Regions from separate parts of the Mus musculus genome. Here region 1 is linked to region 2. A link is a contact called in public promoter capture Hi-C data. All regions are on one chromosome and are shown on one strand. Each heading gives the region's core, a stretch centred on a gene start, on an enhancer-like site or on the middle of the called end of the contact. The rest is flanking DNA. Distances are from core to core; before and after follow the strand shown. Region 1 holds the start of Nmi (N-myc (and STAT) interactor). Region 2 has its middle 19 kb from the start of Gm25215.

Evidence for each region. Promoter capture Hi-C pulls out the DNA fragments that hold promoters and counts their contacts.
Region 1: a promoter capture Hi-C map of pre-B cells shows a contact between it and region 2, with 7 times the contacts expected there. The contact joins the promoter of Nmi here to the enhancer-like site in region 2. A contact is called at or near these places in 2 of 39 promoter capture datasets (liver and pre-B cells), 1 of 115 datasets of contacts at active chromatin or transcription factors (large pre-B cells) and 1 of 9 other capture datasets (liver).

The regions. Positions count from the first base shown.
Region 1 is chr2:51,971,840-51,974,539 of GRCm38.p6, reverse strand. It overlaps Nmi (N-myc (and STAT) interactor), which reads left to right and starts at 1,332. Exons shown (of 9, transcript NM_001141949.1): 1 at 1,332-1,631; 2 at 1,913-1,952.
Region 2 is chr2:49,416,188-49,419,066 of GRCm38.p6, reverse strand. No RefSeq gene overlaps it. Among named protein-coding and RNA genes, the nearest start is that of Gm25215, 19 kb to the right of the region's middle. Within about 2 kb of position 1,541, at least 120 of the 459 cell types and tissues checked have an H3K27ac peak or open chromatin away from gene starts, as enhancers often do. A contact at or near this core is called in pre-B cells, where this site is marked.

The DNA.
Region 1 (2,700 bases), core at 83-2,582, 2.6 Mb before region 2:
AAGTCCCCCATACCCACCCCCCCCCACTCCCCTACCCACCCACTCCCCCCTCCTGGCCCTGGCGTTCCCCTGTACTGGGGCATATAAAGTTTGCAAGTCCAATGGGCCTCTCTTTCCAGTGATGGCCGACTAGGCCATCCTTTGATACATATGCAGCTAGAGACAAGAGCTCCGGGGTACTGCTTAGTTCATATTGTTGTTCCACCTATAGGGTTGTAGTTCCCTTTAGTTCCTTGGGTGCTTTCTCTAGTTCCTCCATTGGGGGCCCTGTGATCCATTCAATAGCTGACTGTGAGCATCCACTTCTGTGTTTGCTAGGCCCCCACTTGTTTCTTTTTTAAAATAAGTAATTTGTTTATTCACTTTATATCCCAACATCAACTCTTCCTCTCCTCCCAGTCCCACCCTCTCACATCTTCTCAGCCCTTCCCCATCTCCTTTCCGAAGGGGAAACCCACCCCTGTGTATTACGTCCGGATAGCCCCATTCCTTATCCAGTGCACCACTCACTGAGTGTTTGTTCTTTCTAATTGGGCTGACAACTCAAAAGAAACCCTTAACCTGTTTTAAAAGACAGGGTCTTACTATGTGGCTCTGGTGTCACTGAAAAGTAGGTCCTATCACTGCCTTCACCACCCCCACCCCCCTCCCCGTGTCCACATCCTACCCAGACAAGGTCTCTCTGTGTAGCCTTAGCTGTTCTGGAACTCTGGCCTTCAACCTTCAACTCACAGAGATCCTGCTACCAACTAGGGGCCCCATCACTTTTTTTTTTTTTTTTTTTTAAGACAGGGTTTCTCTGCATAGCCCTGGCTGTCCTGGAACTCACTCTTAAGACCAGGCTGGCCTCGAACTCAGAAATTCACCTGACTCTGCCTCCCAAGTGCTGAGATTAAAGGCGTGCGCCACCACTGCCCGGCTCCATCACTGTTCTTGATGGAAAGAATTTTGCTTCTGCCAAGTGCATCATTTTATTCCGAGCCGTTAGTTAGTATGCACAGATATAGAGCGCCACCATGTAGAAGGGAGGCCCTGATAGCTCTTTGCTGTCTTCCACAGCTCTGTGCTCATGTGCTGCCTAGCTGTGGAGTAACCAGTTCTTGATGTAGGATTAGGGAACACTGCCGTTCTTGACGGAAGCCAGCTATTTTTCTAGCAAAGGAAAAGTTCACATCTAGCGATGTGTTTGTTTACAAAATCTTCACAACAAAAACAAAGCTTAGAAGAAAACTTTCAAGGGTCATAAAATCCAACCCAGGAAGCAGCTTTCTCAGCTTCCTGGTTTATCTTGTGCTTGTGTCAAACTTTATAACCGTCTAAAAAGTTACAGAGAGAGGATTTGCATAGAGAGCTCTGGTTTCCATCCAGCTTTTCAACAGCGTGTTCCGCATAATGCACATAAATAAGCTTTTCTAAGCAGGTCTCGGAGTTACTGCCAATAATAAGAGACAGCAGCAATGGCGCCCTGGACGAAGTCCTCAGGGCATGGAGCAGAAGCATCCTGTTTCTAATAACCGAAAGTGAAAGTAAGGCCTGGGACTGAGCGCTGCTCGTCGCTGAAGCCAGGTTAGTGTTTTCGAGGTAGAGTTCAGTTCTAAGGCACCGGCTTCCGGGAGCTGCGCAGCGAGCGGGTGAGTGCTTGATCCATCCTCGGTCCGCCGCGTCCCTGCGGTCCCACCACCCGCGCTCAGGGATGCTCCACCCGGCGCGCGGTGGGCGGCGGCTTCCAGCGCCGCGACTCGGGGTCTGGGTCCCCAGTGCGCTGCCTGGAGACTCGCCCGCTCCAGGCGCTCCGGCCATGGGTTGCTTCCCTTCCTGGGAAAAGGAAACTTACAGTCATTGGGACTGGCTCCAGAAGGTTCTTAGAAAAATGGATTTCTCAGGAAGACTATTATTTGTATTTCTTTGGCAGGTGCTGAGTTCTGTAGTCCTGCCTCACTTTTTCAGAATATGTAAGTTGTTGTTGTTGTTGTTGTTGTTGTTGTTGTTGTTGTTGTTGTTGTTGTTTTTGGAAGGAGATGTTGAAAGGAGAATATTCAATGTAAGTTCTAGCGGGCACTGGTTTGGGTTAAGAGGACTCCTGCTCCAAAGGCACCCGAGCTACCTTGTGTGCCCCGAAGGAAACTTCCTGTGTCCTGTCCAGCCAGGAGAGAGGGAAAGCAGCAGGTTCCACTGGGCCAGAGAATGAAATCACCTCTCCTTTACTCCCCACAAAAAGCTCTTGAACATTCACCAATCAGTTATTCTGTTCCGGTCTCCCCGGCCCTGACTTGCAGAGAACTTAACTGTGAACCAATCAGTTCAGTTTCTGCATTTTCAGCTTTCTTCTCTGCCTATAAAGCAAACTTCTGCATAGCAGTGAAAACATTTGAGGCAACTGCTTTCTATTTACATTGTGCTGGCTTTGAACTCTTGATCCTCCTGTTACAGACCTGTGCCACTACACTCAGACAGACCACTTACTCGATTTATTCAATCAAGTGTGCCCTGATTGTAAAAGAAATTCAATTAGGATCTTTTAATTGTTAACATTGTATCCATCTTTTGACTTGTTTCTGGTCTATACAACATGGATACATTATAATTTCTTCCTTCCTTCCTTTCTTTTAATTTAATGTATATGAGTACTCTGTAGCTCTCTTCAGACACACCAGAAGAGGGTATCGGATCCCATTACAGGTGGTTGTGAACCACCATGTG
Region 2 (2,879 bases), core at 292-2,791:
ACTTCCATACTGCTGTTTATTATAAGGAAGTCAGGACTGGAACTCAAGCAGGTCAGGAAGCAGGAGCTGATGCAGAGGCCATGGAGGGATGTTCCTTACTGGCTTGCTTCCCTTGGCTTGCTCAGGCTGCTCTCTTATAGAACCCAAGACTGCCAGCCCAGAGATGGTCCCACCCACAAGGGGCCTTTCCCCCTTGATCACTAATTGAGAAAATGTCTTACAGCTGGATCTCATGGAGGCATTTCCTCAACTGAAGCTCCTTTCTCTGTGATAACCCCAGCCTGGGTCAAGTTGACACATAAAACCAGTCAGTACAGGGGGTAAGATAAATACAGAACGGGGATTTGTTCAGCTACCGTAGTAGAGGCGGCAAGCATAGGTGAACCTCCCTTTCAAGTTCTCTAGGCACAACATCCCAGGGACCCTTTTAGGGTTTTTCATGAGTTATTTCATCCTGAGTCACTCAGAAATCTTACCAGAAATGGTATTTGGGAAATTCATTCATGGCTGCAAACATGATGAAGACACTAAGGAGTGATGGAAATGATCGTGGATGCTGTGAAAACAACCTACTACACTTTGCAAAGAGAAGCCTGCTTCTCTGTCTGCTCCCGTGACAGATTTTTCCAGACTTCATGCAGGAAAACTAGGCATGGGACACAGGAAACAGGGCTCAGGAGTGTGTGCAGACAGCCCTGTGCCCTCATCTCCTCATGAGCAGTTCACTTCTCTATGGAGCCTTTGAACTTGTCTGATGCTAACGTCTTCCCATACTCCAAAGGCTAGAATCTTCAGAGGCTCAGCTGCCAGGCTGGTGCCTAAGAGGGACAATGGCAATAGTGAGAAGTCATTCAGGGTCCTGGCACTGGGAAGAGGCAGAGACCTCGAGGAAGTCTATGAATGGCTTCTGATGCCGTTTAGAGAGTATGAAGTCTTCCTTTCTCCTTTTGCTGAAAACTCCCACTGGAACTGAAAGGAACCTCTGTCTGATTTATTTCAAAAGAGAGTCTGTAAAATAAATAAATAAATAAATATGCTGAACATTATACAAGTAGCTCCTTACTGGCTAATTTTCAGAGCTAAATATCTGAACTGCTCAAAAATACTTTTTTCTTACTATTCAAAGGGAATGAGAATGGCACTTGACATCAGATACATTTTTTAAATATACATATTCTCTCTGTCTGCTGGAAAGATTTAAGCAGGTTCAGAAACAATTTTTAGGGAGTGAGCTGGTCCCTAACAAGTGTTCATCACGACAAAGTCAACTTCAGAAAGGAACGGTGTTCTTGCCCACAGTACTCTACGGTATTGTTATTATTTGGGATCAGCAAACTCTGAGATTTCTAAGACGCAGCAGAGCCATCCTGTTTCCATGTTCATTTGCCAGGTGAAAAAGTTAGAAAGAGTATGGCAGGGTCCCTCTAGGGTCATGGCTTATTCGAGGTGTGGAATTTAGCAAGCCATATAAGCAATATGTAAAGGAAGATGTGCACCACCACCTCACTTCCTGCACATCCAGGAAGCAGGCACAAAGACGGAAGCAACCATGCTTCAGAGGTAGGTAGAGCTGCTGCAACAAGATCATTCAAAATGAGGCTGAGTCATTTAACTGACAAAGACCCATTCGGATCACTGCAACAAGCATTGAGAGCAGTGGTTCTTTTGCCTCTGGAGTGGTCTATAAAGGATCAAGGGACCCAAGAAGAACCACACATCCTAGCCACCAAGGGCATGAGAACCGCGGTGGAGTCAGGCGAGGGAGAGAGGAACTGTCACATTCGTCCAGTTCCTACCGTCAACACTAAGCTGTTCTTCCTCATCTTGTTATTTCTGCCTTTTTTTTTTTTTTAGTGTTTGCTTCCTCATCTCGTAGTTTCTGTTTCCTTTGGCCTTTCTGCTCATGCATAGACCCAGTGGCACCTTGTAATTTCTCTCAGTGCTCCTCGGCTTCAGCCCCAGATTCGGCTTTGCTTGGCCTCATTTACTGCTTCCTCATCCTGTCTTCTAAGGAGAGTTTTATAGCCTGGCTCATCCTCTCCTGTTCAGTAGCCCCTCTATCCTGTGGTCTGCCTTCTGTGGTTTCCGTTACTCATGGTTAATGTCAGCCTGGAAATTATTAAGTGGCAAGTGCCATAAATAAATAATTTATAAATTTAAAAATTGTTAGCTTTTCTTCTCTCTCTCTCTCTCTCTCTCTCTCTCTCTCTCTCTCTCTCAACGTTTCTTTTCTTCCTCTCTTTCCAGGGTTTTGCTATATAGGTTAGTCTTCAAATTTGCACACCGCCTTCCTAGTCCTGCCATGTCTTCCCATTCAGCTCTCCCTCCCCCCTTTGTCTCTGTCTCTTTGTCTCTCAGCATCTCTACCTCTCTGTGTGTCTCTCACTCTTTGTCTCTCTGTCTCTCTCCTTCTTTGATATTGTGTGGATATGGAGCACAGGGCTTTGTGCTATTGCATGCTAGAGCAGCACTTCATTACTGAACTACATCTTCAGTCTGTGTGTGTGAGTGTGTGTGTGTGAGTGCGTGTGTGCATGCGAGTGTGTGTGCATTCGAGTGTGTGTGCATACGAGTGTGTGTGCATGTGTGTGTGAGAGTGTGTGTGTGAGTGCATGTGTGTGTGTATGTAAGTGTGTGAGTGCATGTGTGTGTATGTGAGTGTGTGTGTGACTGTGTGTGAGTGTGTGTGTGTGTATGAGTGTGTGAGTACATGTGTGAGTGTGTGTGAGTGTGTGTGTGTAGGTAAGGTCTGACAGCATTGCCAAGACTGGCCTCGTCTCCTGTCTCTGCCTTCCCAATGCTGTAATAATAAGTGTGTTCCATCATGACCATCTCACCCTCAAGTTTCTTGTTGAAAGACAGCAACGTAAGATCAGACA